4 separate regions of the Rattus norvegicus genome follow, and all the other regions are linked to region 1. The links are chromatin contacts, called in public Hi-C maps. All regions are on one chromosome and are shown on one strand. The core of a region is the stretch at or near the end of the contact, and the rest is flanking DNA. Distances in the headings are between cores, read along the strand shown. Region 1 has its middle 26 kb from the start of Fastkd2. Region 2 has its middle 170 kb from the start of Klf7. Region 3 has its middle 98 kb from the start of Klf7. Region 4 holds the start of Klf7 (KLF transcription factor 7).

Region 1 (6,188 bases), core at 1,157-3,656:
ACGAACAGTATTAGAGGATGTTTTATTGCCTGATACAATTTCTTTCTAATTGTACTATCTGCTCCCTTCAGATTCCAATCTCATCCTGAAGGCCCAACAAAGTAACCCAGAGGGAGTTTATAGCTCTTGCCTGCAATTTATGGAAAAAGTCTTTCTCCTTGGTGATATAACCCTGAAGCAAAAATGTGAAACGGAGCAGAAAGAGTCAGGGCAGGCTTTGACTACTCGGCATTAAAAGGAAGAGCATATGGGATATGAGCCTTGCTGCTGGGGTAACTAGCACGGAGGGGAAATCTGGGGGCTCATGTGGAAGTGTGCCATACACCGGCAAGCTCACGCTAGAAAACCAGTTCACTCAATGGGCTGGCTCAGTCCTGAGGCTGGAAACAGTGAAGATTTCTTTTGTCCTCTCTCACTGGCTCTGTCAGCTCTTTCTTTCCTCACCCAAACAAGAATGCCTCTGGCATACGAGAAAGAACTCTATTCGCATCCAGTGGTTAGAAGAACCTAATTTCAGGTATCCTAAAAGCGCATCTGTTGATCTATCTTCAATAGTCATCTCTCACCCAATTTTAGGTCCTTCGCTCTTGTGATTTGAGGGGAGGGGAGTGTCAGTCTCCTCTACTAGCTTGTCCATCTTTCCTTTTCTCTTTTCTTCCTAAACTATTCTCTGTGCTGCCTCTGGGTCCTGGACAAGGATAAAAAAGGACAAGGGCAAGGTCTATGAACTGGTGGTCTTGTATTCTTTGAGGATTGTCCTTTTAAGTAAGATAATCAGATGCTGGCTCTGGCACAACCTTGTATGGGGGGGGGGGTTCTTAAAGAGATATTCTCCTTCCTCAGTTTGTTCTATCACTGCAGCCCTCATACTAACCATGCTCCTAACTGAACCCCTAAATGCATTTTGGGCTTAGAAGACTCCATATGGCTTCCTTTGCAAACGCTGGCAGGAAGTCCTATAGGGCAGGTGCCTTTCAGCATCACTCTGACTTGCTAGTTTCCTCATTAGTCACTTACTCCACGAGAAGTATCTCCCTGTCATCTGCTCCCTGGAGACCCTGAAGCCTCTCATAGTGTCTGCTTTTGTTCTACCATCAAAAGTAACTACAACCGTCTAGGCCTCTCCAGGTAACAGCCAGGTTTCACCCCCATCCACCTTCTCCAAGCCCACCAACACTGATCCACATCAAGTTGTGAAATGCAATTCTAAATGCAGTCTTCTGAGTGTCAACATGAGTTATGATTTTAGTTCACTGACGTCACAAGTCTAAGGTACCAGGTATTTCTCAATGAGCAGGTCACACCCGACCCTTCCTCTCTCACTGGGTTTCAAGCTTAACAGGTATCTCTGCAAGATACAGATGATTTTCTCTTGCGAGCATTCCAACTTTCTCCTTGGTGAAAAAAAAAAAACTTACGATTTACATTCTTCTCTCTCATAATCTTAGACAATTTAGAGAGACAGCTCCATACTCATACATAAATACCAATGTTTAAGCTTATTAGAATATAGATTTTCACATATAAAAGCTTATATCCATCTTGGCATTTTTCTAATACTCAAGCCGAATATTATCTCTTTAGATGCCATGACTCTTTTAATGAAGTAAATATGATCTTTCAAATCTTGTCAATGGCACAGAATACTTTTTGAATTCATGCATTCTTATGAAATGAATGCAGAGTTTATTGGATAAAGGGATAGATGATGGATAGGTAAATAGATAGAGATGGACTTATTTTCTAAGTCTTCTAAATTCTACATGGTGACCTTGGGAAATGTCATCTAATGTCATTCAGTCTCTTAGTTTTCTCAGTTATAGACAGACACAATAGTCACAAGGCTTGCTGTGAGAAACGGATGAGATTACTTGCAAGCTCTATACTATATACTGCAAGGAGGTATCAGTGATATGGGGCAGGAGATTGCCTTCAACATTTTTCACAGGCTCCATTTTACCACATGCAGATCAGACACTGGAAGATTATGCCCCAGTTTCCTGTGGGCAATAGTCCAAATAGGAGAATCAAAATAGCTGTGCAACCACCAAAATCTGTCCCAGAGTTCCCCCCACCCACTGAAGCTGATAACAATGACTACATCATAGGGTTGTTGTGAGAATCACATCTCTTAATGTAGTACAGCGCCTACTACAGAGACAGCAGTACCCAGCATATACAATGATTAGATTCATTAGTACCCTGTAAATTCCCAGTGTAAAATACCACAGGGTTACCTCCCCCCTTCAATGCCTAGGTTCTGTCATTTTTGAATAAGCTTAGTTGCTATGGTTACCTCCCAAAGACACAACGTTGGAAAACTTGTTGGAAGATGGGGATTGATGGCAGAAGGCTTTAGTGGACGACACAAAGCAACTTCAGCAGTGGAGACATTTTAATACATGTGAGCAGTCTCCCTTGGAAACCAAATTCACATTTTTGCCAACATGGAAATGAACTCAAGAAGTGGAGCCTCAGGAACTTTGTGCATGGCTCCCATGTGAGACCCAGACCCAAGACCTCAAGAACAGCATTTCTGCTCCTGACTCAATTCCAGAGCACTTCAGTGGCCTCTCCCAGGACCTGACAGTCACAAGATGTAAGTTGCTAGACAGCCTTCATCTGATGCTGTTACTTCTGTGTAGAAGGAAAAATAAGTGGCCCAGCAATTGAGTTCAAAAAGAGGGGGGCAGAGCTAAGAAACATACACCATTTGGTGTTGTGCACTAAATAATAATAGGCATTTCTTGCTATATTCACTAGCAGCATTGATATGTGTTCTGGGGGCAGAGAGAGGTCTCACTTCCTCTCAGTCCTGTTCACTGAGGGGAGTGGTGCTAACAGCCCAAGCTGATCCCTCCCCTTGGTGTGCTTATAAATGGGTTTTCATCTATGAAATCAGCTACAACTACAGCTACAGCCACTCTCAGTGAGCGAACAAAAGCTGGTCTGACCCTGCTTCCTCTTTCCAACACAAGCAAACCCAAAGCCCTAAGAGGCCTGGCAGACCCAAGGTATTGTATAGACAGTCCTCCTGAAAAGACTCTTTCTGCCTGGTCATTTTTTCCCAGACATTCCAGGGAGCTGTCCTGCTCTTATTTGAAATTCTAACCAGAAGGAAGTCACCCCTGAAAATACTAGGTGCCCCAATTTTCTTTTCATGATGATTCAGCACCACCTAGGGGACACTGCCATTCATTTCTTGTTTTTTCTATCTCCAGTTCCTTGTAAAGTACTTCGGTCCTCCCCACTCACAGCCTCTGAGAAAGCCAGAGAAGCTTCTCTGCCACACGTGCTTTTCAGACTTTAGCCCAACTACAGCTGGAAACCATGCTCAATTAGCTTCCTGCTCAAGACCACTGCTGAGAGCTGCAGTTCATATCCACAACTCAGCCACAGGGAATTTGCCTTCCTATTATAAGAAGCATCAACTGTAGGGCACGACATATAAATGTATTTATAATATGCACACTGGTCCTTCAGATTGGCTCTTAGCATCCCCATTTTACAGATGAGGAAATTGAAGGTTATGAAGTTAAGAGACTTTCCCAGACTTCAAGCCATGGTAGACTTAGTCTTCACTATAAAATGATTTGTCGATATCCTACTATGGGTTGAGTCCCCATAGCAGCAGGATGCTCAGTTAGGTGAGTTATTATCGTTCAGAAAGATCACTCCAAAGCCCATTGGGCCATTCCAATAGCAAAGACTCAAATCATACATCTAGGTTGAGGGTACTGCTGTAGGAACTATCTTCGAGCTGCAAAGCAACACTTCATTACTTGAGAAGCAAGTTGCAGGTTAATTGAAAATATGATGTAATTCCGTGTTGCTGTGCGTGTAAGGTCTGTGATTGACTGTAATCAGTAGGAATACTTGGGAAGTACTGGTGTAGTGCTGTGAGCTTGAGGTTGGGGGAGGAGTTTAGAACTTGGCTCTTCTTTTCCCCTAAATATTATCTCTTAGGAAAACTACTTAAAGACCTTATCAATATTCCTAATCTGTGGAATGAATACAAAAAATTATCAGTAACCGTCAAACAAGTGCAGTAAAATAAATACGATCACACTGTAAAATGCTAGTACAGAACCTGGCACCTAAGAGATGGCCACTGCTGTTCTTTAACCTAATCATTCACTCAGCTCACCATTGACCTTGGCCCAACATGGGTCTCTGCCATTTCTGAATGGGAAATTCATGGTGAGCAGGTTTGGTTATGTAAACTATGCTTTGGCATCGTACACTTCACTTAAAACTAAACAATAAAGTTCCTTAGGAAAGGAGATGATAAAGGATAAATAATCTTTGGATTAGGAGAACACTCTAGAGATGAGAAATTAAATACTGAAAACAGTTTGACCTTCAAGAGATCAAATCTCTGGGGGTGGGGCTTACACATGGATGTAACACAATCTAAGCATCCACCAGACAAAGGGATAGCCCACACCATATACATACAGAATACCTAAGGGATAGCCCACACTATATACATACAGAATACCTACTACTGCGCTTTAGAAAGGAAATTCCAACATAACAAAAAGAAAAGGGAAGTGTCCTGGGAGTCTTCTTTTGAGTATTTCTATTGACAGGGGTTGGGAGTGTGGCTCAGTGGCAGATCACTCATCTGGCATGAAGCATAAGGCCCTAGGACAAGTAGGCAGTGCTGAAAAGAAGTACAGATAAATTCAATGAGGGTGTGAGGTGGAATCTCAGGGCTGTTTTGATTTGCATTTTCCTGATGACTACAGATGTAGAATATTTCTTTAGGTGCTTCTCAGCCATTTGAGATTCCTCAGTTGAGAGTTGCTTAGCTCTGTACCCCATTTTTAAATAGGATTATTTGGTTCTCTAGAGTCTAACTTCTTCAGTTCTCTCTATATTTTTTATATTAGCCTTCTATCAGATGTAGTCATTTTTTCCTTTTGACAGTGTCCTTTGCCTTAAAGAAGCCTTTCAATTTTATAAGGTTCCATTTGTCGATTGTTGATCTTAGAGCCTGAGCCATTGGTGTTCTGTTCAGGAAGTTTTCCCCTGTGCCAATGTGTTTGAGGCTCTTTCCCATTTTCTCTTCTATTAGATTCAGTATATCTGGTTTTATATGGAGGTCCTTCATCCACTTAAGAGTTGAGCTTAGTACAAGGAGATAAGAATGGATCGATTTGTATTCTTCTACATGCTGACCTCCAGTTGAACCAGCACCATTTGTTGAAAGTGCTGTCTTTTCCACTGGGTGGTTTTAGCTTCTTTGTTAAAGATCAAGTGACCATAGGTGTGTGGGTTCATTTCTATTCCACTTATCTATCTGTTTCTGTAACAATACCTGTTGAGGGATGGGGCCACCCACCTATCTCAAAAAATTTAACCCAAAATTGTTCCTATCTAAAGGAAATTCAGAGACAAACAATGGAGCAGAGATTGAAGGAAAGGCCATCCAGAGACTGCCCCAACTGGGGATCCATCCCATCTGCAGACACCAAACCTTGACACTATTACTAATGCCAAGAAGTGCTCCCAGACTGGAGCCTAGTATGGTTGTCCTCTGAGAGGCTTCACCAGCATCTAAGACAGATGCAGATACAGCCAACCATTGGACTGAGCCCAGGGACCCCAGTGAAAGAGTTAAGAGGACTGAAGGAGCTGAAGGGGATTGCAACCCCATAGGAAGAACAATATCAACTAACCTGACCACCCAGAGCTCCCAAGGACTAAATCACCAACCAAAGAGTACACATGGAGGGACCCATGACCCCAGCTACATATGTAGCAGAGGATGGCCTTATCTGGCATCAATGGGGAGGCCCTTGGTCCTGTGGAGGCTTGAGCACTGAGGTGGAAATGGGGGGAGGACTCTCATAGAAGCAAAGGGAAGGGGAATGGGATGGGGATTTGTGGAGGGGAAACTGGGAAGGACAATATTTGAAATGTAAATACATAAAATAACCAATAAAGAAAAAAAACAAACTAAAATAATAACTTTGGGCCTTTTCCTTCTCATGCCACCTGCTAGGTCCCATCCTTCCTAGCATCCTCCTAGGCTCCTTCAGGACTTTGCTGCATAGCCAGCTCAGCCCACCAGCCGTCCTATCCCATTGGCCTTCCTGGCCTTTCTAGGACTTCCCCACACTGCCAGGGAGCCTGCTCCTTCCTATCCCACAGTTCAGCAGGGCTCTCCAAGATGTCCCTAT
Region 2 (6,188 bases), core at 1,428-3,927, 500 kb before region 1:
TGTGAAAAGTTCCCACAGAATCCCACTCTGGTTCAAAACAGCAAGTGCCTATTCCAGGAGGTTCAACCTGTCCAGAGCTCGTCTTTTCTGCTTGCAGAGATTCAAGATTTACAAAAACCCAGATCCCAAGGCACCGTCCCAGGAGCCTGCAGTTGGAGGATGACTGCATACTTTGGAGTCTCAAAAGTATGTATTTCAGATCCGTTGTCCTCAGAAGATACCACCTGAGCTGCCTTCACAGCTGGCGGCTAAGTTGAGCCACCTTTGATTTCTTACCCACGATATTTAGGATCACTTCATGGATTTCCTAACACAGGAGTCATCCAATTACGCCCTGCCTGCTGCCTGTTCGTGGAAATCAAGTTTTATTGGCACACAGCCAATCACATTCACGGGAAACAATCATTCCTGTTCACTGCTAGTTTCTACAGTGTTACTGTTGAGCTGTCGTCCCATGTAATAGCACAGACGTTTTACTGGCTGTCTAGTCCCTGCCGCTTTAGTTTGTTCTTATACATAGGTACTTTTACTGTCTGATTTTCCTCTTCTTCCCTGAAAACTAACCGACTAGATATTCCTTCAAGAGGCATTTCTAAAAAGCCTCAAGTTCACTGTAGGATTGCTGTCTTAGTGGTGACAGGATGTGGACAGGGCTAAGGAGGAGGAGTGAGCAGGGATGACCATAGCTCCTTGGTGAGCGAGCAGGCTAGTGTTCCAGTCACTGGCATTAGCTCAGCCTCCTGTAGCTGTGTGTGGTGTATCTTTTCTAGAGTTTCTTCAATTTCATTTTCAGTGCTGAGTCTTTAAACAATTACAGGTTTTTTTTTTTTTCCCGCTTGTTTGTTTAAGTAAGTGGGGCTATTTGGAACAAGAGGGAAGTCTAAATTCCTCCCAAATTTCAGCAGTAAAAAAAAAAATCCATTCATTGTTGTTTTGTGAAAACAATAACATGGAAGGTGTGGTTTGGGAAAGTCAGAAAAGTCGAGGTCCAGCTTTTTATCTTTAGTTTTATCACACTCCTGAAGTCACTCAACTTCGATAACTTTGTCAGAGAGAATGGAGGTAATGCTGTTTGTTTTGTAGCACGATTCTCCAGTGCACACCATTAGAGGCAGAACGCTGTGCCATCTATAGAACGTGACGTGCATGCTTTTTACGAGAGCATGCTCTAGGGCATTTACTGTTTTCCTTTCATTTATGTTTCATTTACATTAAATGCACACTTCCAGTTTTTGTAATAGGTTCTGCTATTTGATAAACATAAGTCCTACAACTATTCTTTGGGCAAGTTCTTCCTGCTCATAGTTTAAGCTTTTGTTAGCAGAGAAGCAGCAGGCTCTGCAATTCCTCCATGCTCATTCTAGTGACTTCCAAGAGAAGATTTCTTGGATTTGGGGACTTATTCTAATAATCTGAGAAATCTTTGTCTTTTTATGTTGAGTTCTCCCATTTAATTAAAATATAACTCTCCCAATTATTCAAATTATATCTCTCAACAAATATTTTGAATCTTTTAATACATCTGTCATTAGTTTGAATGTATTTAATGCTTCTGAGTACATAATTAGCTGTTTTTGGTCATTTTATTATGTACCTGGACTTTGTTGTAATATACAAATACTATTGTTTTTTACTTATTTTTCTTATTTCAAGCCACTTTATCACTTTGCTAGTAAAATGTTCTAGTCCATAATTTAGTTTTCTCAGAGGTATATTTGTGTGATTTTCAAGTACTTGAGTATTTTTAGTCACAAGGTCCACACCCCCCCTCCAGTGTTTCTCAACTTTCTGATTCAGACAGGGAGTCTAGAGCATAGTCCATAGTCCACAAAGACTTTTTTGGTGGTTCCTACACTTGAACGTTTAGCCATGAAGCCAAGTCTTCCTTTCTATCATCTTTACCATAATGAATGGGCATCCTTCAATAACTAGTGAGACATTTCCTATATGGTTAGGGAACACGGTTGATTTCTTCAGGTATTGTCCCCGTGGTCATCACAGAGGTTCATGATTGTCGAATATTTTGTGCATTGTTTACTCCTAGGAAGTCAGTCTGCGACACCATATGTTCTAACACACCGGCGGGACAAGATAGTGGGCCTGCGCAGAAACAGTTGTAAGAGTGGAAATCCTTTTGGATTTCCCATATTCTCCTGCCAAGCTCTGAACCATTGTTAAAGGCAATGGCAGCTGACATACTAGTTGCTAAAACTATGGATAGAAGACATTGAAGATGGTTGCACAGTATATAGGAGTAAAAAAATCTGTCCCTGGCTCTGAAACTGGAAGTTAGAAAATTGTCAAAGATGATGGGTTTCTACGGTCACCTTCCGGCTCTCAATCTTTGCCTCACAGGTCCCCACTTAGAGCTTGCCCAGAAAAACCCACCTTTGCACCCAAAACTGAGAGTGAAATTTCAGGGTCACAGAACTTGCGTTTTAAGATGCTAAACCCAGAAATATTCTGTAAAATGCAGATGGACGAACTGCTGACAACCAGTGTCTACACCAGGGCTTAGCTGCCTTGCAGCTGCCTCTCTGACCTTTCACCAGGGTGTTTAAAAGGAAGAAGAAGGAGAAAAAAAGAGCAGCGCTTTCCTCTTCCTCGGGCAGCTCAGAATAGCTGCTTCCTTTTGTATAAACAAGCCGTATCTCTGGGAATTTCGAGAGCCGAACACTGTCTGCTCAGAAGCCATGACTCATGACTCACGCTGTTTCCTGGCAGGCTTCACAAATGCAAAAACACCTCTCTGAAGGTCTGCAAAGAATCCCAGACAAGAGTGGTCATATAAGCCACAGAGTCCTTCGTTTTAAATACAGGAAGCTTAGGAAACTGCCAGTACTCATCTTGGGAAGCAGTCCTCCGCAGGCAGCAAGTTCCCCCATTGGCTTAGTTGGTGTCTGTGGCTGTCCCTGCATTGGCTCAGCTGGCGCTGTGGCGGCCCACTGGGTAGCTTGTCTCGGCCTGTGGCTTTAGACCCTCCATCACCCTCTGCCCTCTATGTTTGGAACTTACCTAGCTTAGCTTCTCCTGGGTTCTGAGGGTTAAAGCTTGTCTGAGGTGGGCCTCCCCAGGGAAATTGCCAAGGGGGTCACAGTTCTGGAGCTTGGGACCTTCTTACTTGCTTTTGGCAGGAACTCAAAGCAAAACATCCTTCTTGCTGCAATTTCTCTTCCTCTAGATTTCTCCTCCCAGATCCCATCTGGTCCCTTCTTTAGGGCCACTTAACTTTTCTCCTATTTCCAAATAGTCAAGATTCAAAGGGGAAAAATGCTTATTGGCTTCTCTTAGTTCAAGAGTATAATAGTGTGCATGCGTGTGTGCGTGTGTGCATGTGTGCGTGTGCGTGTGCGTGTGTGTGTGTGTGTGTGTGTGTGTGTTAAATGGTCTGTGTGCATGGCTTTTCTCTTCGTTTGTGCTCTCTCTGGTTTCTCTGCGTATGTGGTCTTTGTGTATGCGGTTTATTTTTTCTGTTTATGTGTATGTGTTTATAAGGTCCCCCACTCCCATGTGTAATTGAGTATATGAACAGGGCAGCCTCTCTACCTTCAAAATATTGAAAGAAAAAGATGGAAAACCTATAGGCAAACAAGGACATTGCTTTATTTATACCTATCCTTAGCTTTCTTCTGATAAAAGTACAGAAGTCCGGTTTGCATACAGCGCTGTGATTTGAGTGTGGTTTAACCCCTTGGCCCACAGTGCAGCTAGGGATCAGTTCTACTAGAATCAGAACACTAGCACCAACCATCCTGGACATAATGGGACTCCATGCATACAAAGGGGACGTAAGTGTCAGGCCAGCTGATAAATATTTCACATCACTATAGTTTTCAGCATCAGGTTGCAAGAGTGAAGAAATAGAGTCCGTTGTTCAAAACAGAACAGTCACGCAAAGCTGGAACTAAGACTAGGGTCTGGTTGGACTGTGCCAGAGAACTGGTGTAGAGGAGGAGGGCAGGACACAAAGGGAACAGGAGAGGACAGAGATCGCAGAGGACACTGAGCTCTTTGCACTGACAGGATTTACTGGTTTCATTTCGCCCTCAGATCACTATAGTGACCAACTTTTCCAGGCCCACTGGAGACTTAAATTTTCATTGCAAGAGTTTCATCTGTCCTGAGCAGCCCCGGACAGTTGGTTATTCCTTTGGTGACTGTCGGGAGGTGGGGGTGGCGATCTCTGTTACAGATCACATGGCTTAGAAGATGAAGGCAGTCCCTCTGTGACTTAGAAAAAGCCAGGTTATGTTGAAATACCTGTCACAGGGCTGTCTACACATCATATGTTTTCTGTCTGCACCCTTCTCACAAAGCCTGTGTAACTGGGGTAAATAAACACCATGGGATAGCTGTTGACTTGATTTATAGACAAAGACGGGTTACTTGTCAATATCCGGGGGATGGGCACAAATCTCAAATAGTATGATTTTAGGTAAACTTTATTCCATAAATAGTTCTTTAAATAAAATAAAGCCATTTCCTATATGAATGTACAATTTCACCATATTGCGTATTTTATGTCATTTTTATGTTTCAGTTCAGAGTACTGCCTTTATGAAAAAATAGGCTCTTACAAATCATATTTTTTGTTTTGATTTTGTTTCTTTGTTTTCGAGACAGGGCTTCTCTGTGTAGTCTTGGCCGTCCTGGAACTCTGTAGACCAGGTTTGCCTCAAACTCACAAAAGTCCACCTGCCTCTTACCTTCCTAGTGCTGGGATTAAAGACATGCACCACTCCCCATAAATTACAAAGCCTTAGGGAAGTGGATTTCTTTATGAAGCTAATATAGCCCCTTCATCTGGCTGGGTTTCCAAATTGTCAGTTTAGATAATCAGTCAACAGGCAAACAAAGCAAGAAGTGCCCCTGTGGGGGTGGTGGTGGGGGATGCCCCAGAGACAATAGCTTACTAGTAACCCTGGCTTGGGTCCGGGTTCTGTTCTGAACATGTTTAGTATTTAACTATGCAGCTTCCCCTTTTCTCCGGAAATAGAAAGAACCAACTTCCTTTTCCCCTGTGGCTGCTCCATTGTCCCATTCTAAAAACTCCCTTGTCTGTCAGACACCTGCTTCCTCTGAAGCTTAGAGTTCTAAGTGCGTTATCTCTCTGATGAGTTTTGTCTGGCTTTCAGTTTCTGTTATAGCTTCCTTTTCTGTTGGATGAGATGGAGGAATGGATACAGAAAATGTCGTACATTCACACAATGGAGTACTACTCAGCTGTTACAGCTTTCAGAGAGCTTCAGCAGAGCCCGAAGCCGGCAACTCTGGGGCGTTTATCCCACAGTAATGCTTTGGGGAAGACCAATTTAGCATCAGACCCAGCAAACACTGTCCTGTGATCAAAATCTAGCTCCATTAACTTTAACTCAGCTCAGCTCACTTCCTCTGCCAATGAGATGGGAGTTTGTTTTCTTCATATGAAGTTCATAGACAATCAGTACAGTAGAAAAAGGAAGTCAACTGAATGAAAAAGTTGAAGACAATCCCTCTCCCCCCATCTTGTCAAAGGCAAACTAGAGGCCTGGTGAATGATAGATATTGCTTGGGCTGAGGCATCTATCGGTCTTTTTCAAGAGCCCCCTTTTGCCTCCCTGGCACAAAATCTTCTTGCAATTATTTTCCTTTTAATTTTTAAAAATTTGCATTTATTTAAAAAACAAGGTATTCTTGTTCATCAAAAATGATACAATTTAGAATTTTATTCAGGGAAAACAAACAAGTTTCTTAGTGCTCCAAATGTCCAGCATGTTACTCCTTGGGACTCCTTGAGGCCTAATAAATCAGCATGCCAGAAATCCTTAAAGATTTGAAAGTTATGCTGTTTTAAAAGTAGTTCTAACAAACTCCACACTCCATAATGGGAATGACTACAATTCTCGTTTAAAGACTGCAATATACTAAGCGTGGCATTACTTACAGACCTGTGGTTGTTTATAAAGTCTCCTTTAGTTTAGAGCAGTTGATCCAAAACTGGGAAAGATTATCTTTCTTTGTCATCTCTCCTTTAGGTGAAAAATGAGGCTGACATATTTATGGATTTTTGTGACTTTTTAAATAAATGACTTCCTGGGATGTGATTTCAGGAAAAAGATGCTTTAAGAGATAGTGTTTCAGAGAAGGCAGTGACTGGGTGGCATTATCCCTATGGTGAGGGTCTCTCCAGACTGGGCCAGGGAGTTAGA
Region 3 (6,188 bases), core at 2,301-4,800, 430 kb before region 1:
AAGGCCTTCAGAAGGGCCCATGGAATTGGCACCTGGATTTCAAGCTTCCAGTTTTCAGAAAATCAGTTCCTGTTGTTTAAGCTGCTGTTTCTAGCATTTCTCTGAGGCAGCAGAGTTGATGAATGCCAATATCCAGAATAAGCAAGAAGAAGATAAACAAAACCATGAAGAAGTATGGCATCTGGAAGGTCTGAACTTCAGTTGGGAGGGAGAGGAGTGGGAAGGAGGGAGAGACAGAGGAAAGGAAGGAGGAAGAGAGAGAGTTAGTTCATCCATCCAGCACAATATCTGTGGATTCTGCTTTTTTTTTTAAGGTTTCAAACAACTACAAATTAAAATACTCAGAAAAATATTCTAACTGAACCAGACTGGTAAAGACTTTTTCTTGTCATTGTCCCCTAAACAATACAGCCTGGCATCTATTAACCTACCATTTACGTTAGAGCAGGTATGACACACAATCTAGACAGGATGTGGAGCAGACGATAAGGCAAGAGTCATTACAGACACGGTGCCTTTTTGCATCATGGATTTAAGCCCTTCTGAAGACTGCTATCTGTATGTGGTGTGGGGATGAGCTGGAACCAACCCTCTGGAAACTTGAAGTGAAGTACTTTTCAAAAGACAACTGTACTTTCCTTTAAGAGCCTTGGAGCATAGCACCGAGCAGCCTGAAGGGGAGCTTAATTTTCCCTCCCAGAGAAAATGAAGCAAGCCATAAAGGCTTAATAACCTGTGGCCACCAGCTGCTGGCACCCCATCTCTGCAAGGCAAGGATAGATAGATCTAGAGATCTGCTCATTACTATGTGCTTAACACTGGAATCCAATAACTTATCTTTTCATGTTTCTGCTCGATCCAACCTTGCTGAGTCAGTGCTATCCCAGAGCTTTGGGTTCACAGCTTGTGTATAACCTTGGTTCAAATTGTGAGTGTTCAAAACAGATAAAATATTTAATGTCTTTTTATTGCCCCTCTCAGCAATGCTTAAAGTCCTTGTTGGCCTCCCGCACAGAGGATGGACAAGTGGCTCGTTCCCTTAGCTGCTCTTACAAGCTGCTTTGCAAATGGCTCTGGCAGGTGGTGCAGCGTAGGGGGAGGGCTCACAGTTTGTCCCCGGAGCCTCTGTTGTGCACAGCTCTCGGTAAAGTACCATCTCCCAGCCCTGGGTCGCCTAAACCTCCCTGCCCCCCTTCTTGAGGTTATTTCTCCCTCCTGACTCATGCCTGCAGCTTCATTTGAGTAACTGTGCAAACGTTTAGCCAAGAGGCCATACCGGGCTGTAGGCTTATTTGGGGAGTTTCCAGCACAGGCACTGAGGCACCATTCCTTGCCTTGCCTTCTGGTCAAATAAGGACAAAGGGAACCACGCCTTCCATTCTCGGCAGTGGAGTAAGAACTGTTAGAAGGCCGTGTGCTATGTAGATGATTCTTCCCCAGTACTCCAGCAACCCTGTGGTTGTAGAATTATAAATCAAGAGGAAGAAGTAGAGAACACGACCTAAGGATGCTCAGGGACAGGGGCTTATCTCATCCCGTTCTCGGCTTCCTGAAGGAAGTCCATGGTGCCTTCTCAGTGTTCCAAAGAGGATGTGCTCTCACTCTCGTACACGCCTTCTTTGTCAGAAAGGAGTCATCGAGGAGAGTCACAAAACAATGCAGTCAGTCTAATACACACGTACAGTGAACTGGAAACAGAACTCATAGGAACCAGGACACCACTGCTGTTCTAGAGAAACACCCTCAGCAGAAACAAGCCCCAGTGGGGGAGGTTATAAAAGGGAGGTGGCTCTAACGGTCTGTCTTTAAAAGCCAGCGCAGGTTTGTGATCAGAGCACTTGCTCTCTCAAAGCTCCTGCCCTTAGCCTTCTGGAGAATAGAAAAAACTTCCAGGGTGGGAGAGCAATACACAATCAAATATGGAGGTGGTGGGCTTGGGGGTTAGTATGCAGGCAAACAAAACAGGTCATTGAATTCAGACCAAAGGTGAGCACCAGACTGGGGAGCCCCTCCTCAAACTTCTGACCCTTTGTTGTTTTATGCTTTTACTAAACCACAAGCCTAATGTCTGTATAGATAAACCTACCAGGTGAGCCTCCCCCTTCCTGGGTACACATGGGTAAGGTCGACTTGTTAGCCACCAGTCCTCTCTGGGAGCTCAGCCTCTCTCTAGAACATGCTTAGTGCTACCCCTCTGTGTACTTTTCAGGTGGTTTGGAGAAGAAAGCAAACAAAATAATGGACAGGACGATGCTTGGGACACTGTGTTTTCTTTACAAGCATTTGGAGGTGAGAAGGGTAAACGATCTATTTCCTCACAGAGGACCCTGTACTTTAGAGCTGAACTAATATTTGGAGGATCATGATCGTGAAGATTTTAAAGGAATCCCTCTGGGGTTGGGATGGAGAATGCTTCTTCATATGATAAATATTCACGGCTAAAAGAAAGAGCAGAAGGCAAAGGAAACAGGCCGTGGGGCTACATAGACTTTCCCTGTAATCTCTGTCCTTTCTTTGAGAACGCATAGCTTCTTGTTCTATCCTCATTAGTCCTTGCCCTTGTACCTGTGTCTCCAGCCTTCTTTCCATTCTCCCTATACTGCTGAATCAGGGGGTCCAAGAGTCCTAGACGCTCTTGGTTTGGGAAGAGGTTTAACAGTCAGGTTTCCCAATATACGTTCAGCCTGAATGAAAAGACAAGTTCTCAGCTTGGGTAGCAAGGGGCCTGTCTGTCTCATTCCTCTTCCCATCCTTGGCGTATTCTCTCTTCTCTCTTCCCTGTGCACTCAGAATTTACCTTAGAAGCTGCCCTCGGGATCATGGGAAGCCCCCAAGCATCTCTGGTGAAACTGTTGTAGGTGGCTAGCCACCATGAGAGCCACTCAATTGTGTGACAAGGGATGCGTCAGGGGAAAGAAGGAGGAAGAAACAGGGGACATAAAAAGAAGAAAGATAGGCAGATTGGGACCGGATTTCTTTATCATTCATTTCCAAAGGAGATCGCGGTGTCTGTGAGTGGGCAGGGTCCAGGCCTGGCGTGAGTCAGCAACCAGGGCCATCTCCTGCCAGTTGACTACATTAGCGTCTGTTAGAAGCCAGGAAGAGGATATGCTGTATGTAGGGATAGATGGAGAAGGAAGAAAATTGTCTTCATATCTTTTGAATTATTTATGACCTGGAAGTTTACATGCTAAAGCCTAACCAGACTTGATGGAGAGGGCTGGGAAGAGCTCTCTCTTCCCTTAAAGCCACAGAGTGCATGCTTTGGGTCCCCATGGAGGACTAGGAGAAGGCTAACAATGACAGACTCTCTGGAAGAAAGTGGAGCTCTCTTAATTTGTATTGTGACCTTGAAAGCAGAAATGCAGCCCAGAACCCTGCTGCCATCCGGCGCAGGACCGTAGATTTCCCAGCAGCCTCTGGAGCTCGGGACATAAACCTGTGAATGCACTGTACTTTGATTTTGCCGAGTGGTAACACAGGATGACTGTCAGATCAGTGGACAAAGGAGAGGTCTCTTCGATCTTCGCCTCTGGCTGCCGGCCAGATGGGAGAGAAACAAAGACTTCAGAGCCCTGGTTTTCCATCCCCCTCTCTCTCCCTCCTCCCTGTGTTTTTCTCTTCCTGCCTTAACCACTTAGAGGCCATGCTTGGGATAGAGTCTGCTGACTGCTCTTACGTTTTGCTTTTGGGAAATCATGTCTAATCACATGCATCCCTGTGAATTATATCAGAAAAGATCCCTGCCCTTCGGAGGATGTTTAAATCCAGCAGAGAGACCCTTCCTCAATGCCTACTGCAGAGGTGACTTACGGGTGGGGTGCTCTCCAGCTGGGTACCTGAGTGGCCTTGTGGGCACCTTTGTTTCTGGTTCTTCTGACTACTGAGGGCAGTGTGGCAGTCTGAATGCCTACCTGAAGGAGTTGCCTCTGATCCTCACCCAAATTTGAAGTTTCTGTCTGTGAGCCTCTACGAGGCAAACAGAGCTTCTAGGTCTGTTCCCAGTTACAGGACAGGGTTTGTCTCTTCAGCCCATGGACCACAGTGCAGTCTAAGGTTTCCACTGAAGGAAAGCATCGGGAGGCAATCCCTCCATCCTGGAGCACCGGAAAAGGAAGGGGAAGAAAAGAATGCTGACTGGTGGCCAACAAGCCCAAGGTGGCAGACACAGGACTAGCAGCAAAGAGCTGGACAGATGCATTGGAAGAGAAGTAGCAACAAGATCATTTCTTTGTGTCACTGTCACTGTTCAGTCATCCCTCCCTGTAAACAACAGAGACAAGCCCGGTCCAGGGCTGATCCTCTAGCAAGAACTGAGTGAACCGTTGCTGCAATCAGTAGTGTTAAGTCCTGCATCTCCACTCTATAACTCAACAGAAAGAAGCTGCAAGGCTGGGTAGATGAACAACGAGTCAATGACAGACACACACAAATTCATCATGAAAAAGCAGAAAGCGATACAGTATTGAATTTGAGCATGGGTTTCCCCGTCACCCCACTCCAACAACCAGGAGCCCACGTGTCCCAACCCTGTGAGGGGAGGAACTGATTCCTGCTGCCCAGATACCAAGCAGTGCCTACTTCTCCATAGCTACATGGAATAAATTGAGGTCGTTTTCATAATTTAGGCAAAAGGCTCCCTTTCCACTTGAATTACTGAGATATTTTAGGCAAGTACAGCTTAAAAAAAATTAAATAGCAGAACTTGTGTTTGGGAACTCATTAAAAGGCATCGAGACTTCCTGTATTATATCAGTTATAAACAACTGGGAAGAGAGAGAGGTTGCCTTTTTTTTCTTTTAAGGAAATTATCTGGAAAATTACCCAGGCCTTTGCTTCCTCCTTCTAGATGAGATCTGCTCAGGCTGTCTTCAAGACAGTGACCTCATTAGAGCAGGCTTACATGATAAAACCAGGGAAATGGAAAGGCCAGACTCCTTGCTTTGGCTTGGCTCCTTCTGGCTTTCTCTGTTTCCTTTCTAGTCATGCCTGCTTCTTCATCCATTGTGAGGAAGAAGCACACCCTACTTTCCCATTTTCCCACTGGAATGCACTGAAAATTAATATTATGGAGAGACAGACCAGAAGGATCAGAGAAGCCAGACAGTATCTTTGAAAGAGTCATTATCAGTTTTACTTTGCTTCGCCACTCTGTGCTGACACTGAGATATTGCTTAGAATCTTTCTAAAAGATCTCCTTTCTTTTTCTGACCCTCCATGACCACTAATGATAGGAAACTGTACTGGGATAAATCCAAGAAGGCGTATGTTTGCCTGCCCATCAGCTCAGCTGCTAGGATTGAACGTGATGTTTCAAGTGGCTCCATGAATGCCTAAGCTGTGTGATGGAATGGTGGGTTTGTTGACTGTGGCAGAGCGTGGCTTACCTTCTTCACACTTTTTGCTTAATTACATTTAAGTGTGTATGTGTGTGTGTGTGTGTGTGTGTGTGTGTGTGTGTGTGTGTGTGTGTGTGTACCATGGTGTATATGTAGAAGAAAGAGGACAACTTACAAAAGTGAGTTTTCTCCTTTTACCACAGGGGACTGAGAATAGAACTTAGGTTATCAGGCTTAGCAGCAAGCCCCTTTACCCTCTGAGCCATGTCTCAGTCTATGTAATGTTATTGTTAAAATTGGTACAGAGAGGTGAATGTAGCCCCAGGACCAGAGGACAAGCCTTCCTGAGATGCTGTGTGACTCTATTGTTTGGATACTCCGTTCTCGCCTTCGAGTGTTGTTACCCTGCTTGGGTTCATACTCCTGTGTGTCTCTTGCCCAGGTATCTGAGGCAGCTTTAGGCAGGTACTCTTGATTCTGTCTCTGTCCAGCAACCTCTTCGCTAGTTCAGGCCATTTGGGCAGCAGGCCTTGTCATGTTTCTGCCTCCATTGCCCAGAAATTGCAGCTCTAGGATCCAAAGATAAAGTTGCAAGGGATGCCCATATCCTGCCCAAATCTTAGCCAGCTCTCTCCCCGCTCCACCTAGAGCTCAGCATCCTCCCTATCTGCCTTACAGATTCTTGACCAATACAAGAGAACCACCCCTGCTATCCCTGCTGGAATGGGGGCTTCTTTCACTGTGAGGCCTTCCCCTGTGCTGTCTCCTCTGCCAGATGATCCCCAAACAGAACCAGATGCACCCTAGTCTCTCTCCTTTTCTGTACTTCTCCAGTGTGGCTTACTGTCT
Region 4 (6,188 bases), core at 2,704-5,203, 330 kb before region 1:
AATTTATTGATCATTTTATATATCGGGATACTTCATGTGTTTTTGCAATACGAAACTAGAATTTCTAGGCTATTAAAAATACCCAACAAAACTCCCAATATATGAGAAACCTCTTTGTGAGTTGCTGGCCAATGGAGTCCAAGAGACCTAAACAATTTAGGTTATTTCGGTTGGCCTTGGTTGCCACCCAGAGGTTGAAGGCAGGTGCCTATTGCTGAAAACATATACTTCGGAGGTTGCACCCAGAGGGTCCCAACTAGATCTGACCTGAAAGACTGCTCCCTGAGGATTAGTTTTCACAGCAGGGGAAGGCACCATCCAAGCTTCCAAGAGAGGAAAGCAAGGGCACCCAGCCTGTGAATCACAACAACTAGCATGGTTGGTAACCGCAAGGGCTCTCATCTTGGCCGGCAACCATCAGCTCTCTAATTGGACTTAAGGCTTCTCAACAGGAGGGAGATCTAGTCAACTAACCAGGATCTTACAGGAGAACCCATTACTGCCACTTCATTCGGCCACCTTCTCTGCACACCCACAGATGAGGGTGGCTCTCACTCCTCATCAGTGGAATGTCGCTTTGCTAGTCAGATACCAGAACAGAAAACCACAACTTGTCAAATCCGAGAGAACAAGTAATCTGGGGGTGCCTCCCCTCAGCTGCTATATCCACAACAAAACTCCTGCATCCAAGACTCAGGGAGCATCAAGGAGGAAGAGGCAGAAAGATCCTGAGAGCCAGAAGACTAAAGAAATCTGCTGTGGGGTTGTATCGCGCCTAGACTTGAACAAGCAGAATATCAATAGACGTGGTAACAGAGAAGGGGGAAATCTCACAGGGCCCCACCCTGTAGACAAAACAAACCGAAGGCTGAGAGCAGGAGAAACAGTCTTCTCCAGGGCTGAGCTCCCTATTGGCTAGCCAATACCAATAGGTCAGCCCTAAAATGATAAGCATACAAGAAACACTAAATGGACTGAACAGGTTATATTTACATATTTAAGCATACACCACACACACACCCCTCAAGAGAAAGAGACCATGAATTTGAGAGGGAACAGGAGGGGACATGAGAGGAGTTGGAGGGAGGAAAGGGAAGGTAGTAAATTAAAAACAAATAAAAAATTACAATATCTAAATATGACGAATGTTGAAACCATGCATTTTAGAGCACTTTGTTGCCTACACCCCTTAGAATGAGTTCTTAAATGTCCTATAACATTTTGAAAAAGACCTCCAAGTCTAATTTGTAGGATTTACTTTGTAAAACGTCGTTTTGTTTGTTCATTTTGTAGGCTGGGTGCCTGAAAGTTCCACAGGGAAAGCTTCGACGGCAGTCTTCCAACCCACCAGAGCAATGTCAATAAACACATATGAACTTAAAACCAAAACCTCAATGTTTTGCCATGCAGAGCTCATGCAGAAGCCTTATAAGTCAGACTCTCCAGGACTTGAAGCACACTGCCTGGTCACTTTCTGCTTGTCTGACCATCGTTAATTTATATACTAAGCCTGGAGACCTTCATCTTCTAAGTTGAAAACCCTATGTGGGTGGCATGCTGAGGGTGGAAGGAGACTGGGCACATAGAATGTCGATGTACGAAGAGTGTGATCAACATTTCCCAAATTTCCAAACTCCAAAGTTAAGATATATATTGATCAAAGCTTGCAATAAGCCAGGTGTGGTGGAGCACACCTTTAATCCCTGCACTCAGGAGGTAGAGGCAGGAGTTTGAGGCCAGCCCGGTCTACAAAGATGAGTTACAGGACTGGTCAGGGCTAAATAGAGAAACATTGCCTTGAAGAAAACAACAAAAACAAAATCCAAAACAACCAAATAGAAATAGTAATAGTATAAATATAAAATACAATAATTTAATTGCCTTGAGTCTTAAACAGCAAATTATGTGATCTTGCTGTATCCAAGGTTGCTTTTTTCTTTTCGTTTTCTTATTACGCATGTACACATCTGCATTAGGATCTCTCAATAGATTTCTGCCCAAGACTTACAATCAGATAGCTTTGGGGGAAGAGTGGACAGGGTGAGATCTAACCAATAATTGCAAGGTTTTGCTACCTCACTTTCTTCTTCTAAACCCTGGCCTGTTCCCTGTGGAGACTATTAGTTCAGGTACTATTTAATTTCCTTGCTTAAAGTCTGAGGACAGTGACAGCTAACATTTAGTGCCTCTAACAGTGACATACTATGCTAGAAGAATTGCAAACAGCATTTTGCTTCTTCTAACAAGAATGGCAGAGATTTGCATTCTTGTTCTTGTGATTGTTCCTGGGAAGCAGAGGCCGTCACTGCCACTTGCTCAAGTCATGGAGCTAATCGGTGGCCGCATATTGTAAGCAAGACCTCAATGAATTAATACAGTGAGTTTTGTTCTTTGACTAACGAGAATCTCAGGCACTAAAGGGCAAATAAACCAGTTTTTCTCAAATCTTAGTAATTTATTTAATTTCCTCTGGGGGATGGGTGATCTTTTGTTTTTTTTTTTTTTTTTAAACTAATTTAATATTGTTATCAACAGAAGGGAATGATATGGAGACGATGAAATTGAATGTACAAGGATGTTTCTTGTCTCTAAGTACTGAATTCTGTAGTTATTCCTAAAGTAGTCCAGCTTTCGGTGTATTTTGGAGAAGCCATACTAGCCATTTAAGGTCAAGCAAACAATTGGGCAACTCTTAACCACGTGCATTGCACAGGCTTCCATCTCTGAGCTTGCAGAATCTCGATATCTTTAGAGCCTTGCTCTACCCCTGCTATGCACACTCCTCCAGGAAGCTACTGGATAAACCTCTTGTAAGGATCTGCTAGCTGGCTGCATGCTCCAACCTGCACCCTAATTCTACCTACTCTCCTCCTATTCTTCTTCATGCACATTCTAATATGCTAGACATCAGACTCCTGGCCAGGTTTTAGGCTCCGTTCAGGGGAACAGGAGGGCGATAGGCGAACGGCGACGCGCACGGAGGCGCGCGGGCCGGGGCGGGGCCAGCGTGCAACGTCGGGGGCGGGCACAAACAAGTCTCCGCGCAGCTCGCCTTTGTTCTCTGCCATTGTGAGGCACTTCCTCCTCTGGCACTTCATTTCTGCACCCTGTGGGGAATTCGGAACTGGCTTTTGGGCTTTAGTTTGGGGTACGTGACGCTGTTCTGAGCCTGGCCTCTCCCTTGCTACCCTTCTTCCCCATGCTTGGCAGGAATGCCGAGTACAAAGAGCTACTTGCCCCCGACGGCTGCACCGCCGCTCTACCGGCTACTCCCGCAGGAGGCATCCTAACCCAGGACTGGGGACCGCACCTCCCGATCGGCCACCGCGGCAACCCGTTCCCTCGGATATGCACGGGGTCCGGGCGCCGTCGGCTCGGACGAGCCCTGCAGCTAGGGTCGGAGGCCAGCGCGCAACCCGAGCCCAGCCGCCTAGGAGTCCCGGGAGCCAGCGCAAGTGTCGCAGCAACCCTCCCTAGCGCTCGAGCTCCCCGGCCGGCTGGCGGACTCCTCTACCCCCTTATATAGCCCTCTAAAAATAGCTTGCCTTGTACCGCCTTGTAAGGCAGCAGGGAGATCCGCAGCGCGCCAATCGGCGGCTGCCGTCGGGGCCTGGCCCCGCCCCAGGGTCCGCTCCGAGTGCCGCATTGGTCCTCAGTGACTTCATGAGCCCCCTGTTTACCTTACATGGTCACACGCGGCCTCATGGACGTCCTCCTCCGAGATCCCACGGCTGCGCGCAAAGCAGGGCGGAGGGAGGGAGTTTGGGGAGGGGGAAGAGCAGGAGGAGGAGACAAGGGGGAGGGGGGGGACTACAAACTAGCGAGGATGGGGTTGGGGGTGGGGAGGGAAGGGAAGGGGTGGGGGGGCGAGAAGCGATCGCGAGAAAAAAAATGCAACCTCCCAAAATAAAGAGCAAAGATTGCATTAGGAGCGAACAGCGCTGCAGATATAGATGGCAGCTTCGTGTCAGTGAGTTTGCGTCCCCCTTCCTGATCCACGAGCTGGAGTGATTAGAGCCCTGGAAGGGAATTGTTACTCCCGTGAAGTCCCCTTTTCCTGGCAGTCATCTGCACTGTACACGCTGGATCCCTCTCTCCATCCACCCGACTCACTCGCTCCTCTCTCACCTCCTCTCTCCCTCTCTCCTGCATTGATTTTTTTTTCTCTCCTTTTTTTAGTTGACTGAAACAAAACAAAACAAAAGGGCCACTGGATGTCTGCCTTCTTGGGGGGTGAGCCAGACAGACTGACAAACAAACAGACCCAGCTGAGCTCGGGGGAGGGTTTCTCCTCCGGTTTTGCCCGGCAGCAGCAGCATGGACGTGTTGGCTAGTTATAGTATATTCCAGGAGCTACAACTTGTCCACGACACCGGCTACTTCTCAGCTTTGCCATCCCTGGAGGAGACCTGGCAGCAGGTGAATGATTTAAATTACTTGTGTAAATCGTGTGGCGGCGGCGGAGACGCAGGGGCTGCATTTGGTGTGGGCTTTGAGTTGAAAAACATTTTAATTCTTTTTTTCTTATTTATTTATTTTTTGGCTGTGTGTTGTTTAAAATGTTTTGTGAAACAATCATATGCGCTTACCTCTCCACCCACCCCTAACCCCTTAGTGTGCTGAGCTGAGCTGGTCCTAGCTGCCTGCGTTTCTGTCACCAACACACATCCTTGCGCACACGTTGTCGGCTCGCTGTCCCCCGGCAAGAGAATTGCTGGCGAACTTCTGGGGTTTGGAGGAGCCGGGTGGGAAGGTGGTCGAGCAATGGTTGACAGGATACCACGTTCCTAGATGCAGGAGTTCTGGTCTTAGTACTTAAATCAGCTTTATCTATTTCAACTGGTCCTGAGGACCGTCAAGGGGGGTTGGGTGAGGGTGGCATGGAGTGTTTTTTCCCAGTGATTTAGCGAGTGTCAATTCAGAACAGGAGCTTGATTTTTAGATTATACAAGGTGAGCTGTAGGAAGAGAAGCCAGGTGACAAAAGACGCTTAAGGATATGTACAAGGAAGACGAGATGTATCTCTCTTAGGCTGACAATGCATTGTACATTTCCCCAGCTAATGCCTCCAGAAGGAGCAGCCTCTACTGTGTCCTTGTGTCTTGTTTATTTGTTTGGGGTGTCTCTCAGGTTAGCACCACCTTGGACAAAGGGTGGTGTGTGCTTCTGTGCTTCCCTACTTTGTCTTAGAGGACTAGTTTAGAAAACTCCTAGGATGCTAAAGGGTACCGGTGCCAAGTTCGCTTGGCATCTCAGGGACGTTGAAGCCTGACTGGGGGACAAGTTCACTGGGCTTTGTGAAGTGGAATAAAGAAAGTGCTGGTCAGTGGAAAGTGCTGGGTCTGCTGCGGAAACAGTGGTTTTTCCAGCAGCGATTAGGAGGTGCTGAGGGGACATTCTGCAGGAAAGATGGTGGTGGATGGGGGCGGGGCGGTTGGGGATAGGGGACACCATGGGTGTTTAAAAACTCTACAGTGTGCACCGTGGAAAGTCCAGAAAGACAGTCTGGATTTGCACGGTTCGGAGTGTGAATTTGTACAGTCCATCCTGGAGGAGGAAAAAAAAAACCCAAAAACCCTTGCCCTTGGGGAGGGCCCTGCGATCCTTGGTGTGTGGCTGCTCTTGTAACTTCTCTGCTCCGTGACAGCAGCTTGTTAAGGCTAATGAACGGCTGAGTTTCCTCTGCCAGGATCCAAAGCAGGATTTGCCAGCTTGAGGCTGGGATGTAACAGTTGCTGCTTTAGGAAGCGGTGTTGAGCTCATGGTATAGGAAGCCAGTGGTAAAACGCTCACTCTTCACACTGTGCCGTTGTTACTAGTTGTTGCCTGGCTGGAGGCTGCGGAGTTTTCCTCCAGGTATCGGCTGCCTGTGTCTGTGTGTCGTCTGTGTGTCTGTGTAGGGCATGGATTCCAGTTGGAAGGCTGGGAGATGCTGTCCCTTACTAAACACACAGACAGAGTACTCACATCGATTCTTTAATACATCCTTCCCTATCGTCCTTAACAAGAGCATGTCTCATGTGGGATCTCCCCACATCCTTTCTTCCTTTTTATTTTGATATGAAGTAAGCCAAAATGTTGCCAGAATCTCATTTTCTAAAGCAGCCTTCTCACCCTGTCAGCCCACTGGTGTGGAATCAGTTGCATATTAACTACAGTCTAGACTGGTTAGGGAAGGGAATCTGTTG

The links. Hi-C and Micro-C count contacts between places; a contact is called where the count stands out from the background.
Region 2: a contact with region 1 is called in a Hi-C map of the Rat2 cell line, with 4 times the contacts expected there. The contact joins two enhancer-like sites. A contact is called at or near these places in 2 of 12 Hi-C or Micro-C datasets (the A7r5 cell line and the Rat2 cell line).
Region 3: a contact with region 1 is called in a Hi-C map of frontal cortex, with 2.5 times the contacts expected there. The contact joins two enhancer-like sites.
Region 4: a contact with region 1 is called in a Hi-C map of Schwann cells, with 10 times the contacts expected there. The contact joins the promoter of Klf7 here to the enhancer-like site in region 1. A contact is called at or near these places in 6 of 12 Hi-C or Micro-C datasets (the A7r5 cell line, the Rat2 cell line, Schwann cells and 3 more) and 1 of 1 datasets of contacts at active chromatin or transcription factors (oligodendrocytes).

The regions. Positions count from the first base shown.
Region 1 is chr9:72,684,984-72,691,171 of GRCr8, reverse strand. No RefSeq gene overlaps it. Among named protein-coding and RNA genes, the nearest start is that of Fastkd2, 26 kb to the right of the region's middle. Within about 2 kb of position 2,406, at least 19 of the 93 cell types and tissues checked have an H3K27ac peak or open chromatin away from gene starts, as enhancers often do. A contact at or near this core is called in Schwann cells, where this site is marked.
Region 2 is chr9:73,187,155-73,193,342 of GRCr8, reverse strand. No RefSeq gene overlaps it. Among named protein-coding and RNA genes, the nearest start is that of Klf7, 170 kb to the right of the region's middle. Within about 2 kb of position 2,677, at least 53 of the 93 cell types and tissues checked have an H3K27ac peak or open chromatin away from gene starts, as enhancers often do.
Region 3 is chr9:73,115,418-73,121,605 of GRCr8, reverse strand. No RefSeq gene overlaps it. Among named protein-coding and RNA genes, the nearest start is that of Klf7, 98 kb to the right of the region's middle. Within about 2 kb of position 3,550, at least 37 of the 93 cell types and tissues checked have an H3K27ac peak or open chromatin away from gene starts, as enhancers often do.
Region 4 is chr9:73,017,821-73,024,008 of GRCr8, reverse strand. Klf7 (KLF transcription factor 7) reads left to right here and starts at 3,953. Exons shown (of 4, transcript NM_001399681.1): 1 at 3,953-4,419. The coding sequence starts at 4,318. LOC103690543 (a long non-coding RNA gene) reads right to left here and starts at 3,847. Exons shown (of 2, transcript XR_010054801.1): 1 at 3,681-3,847.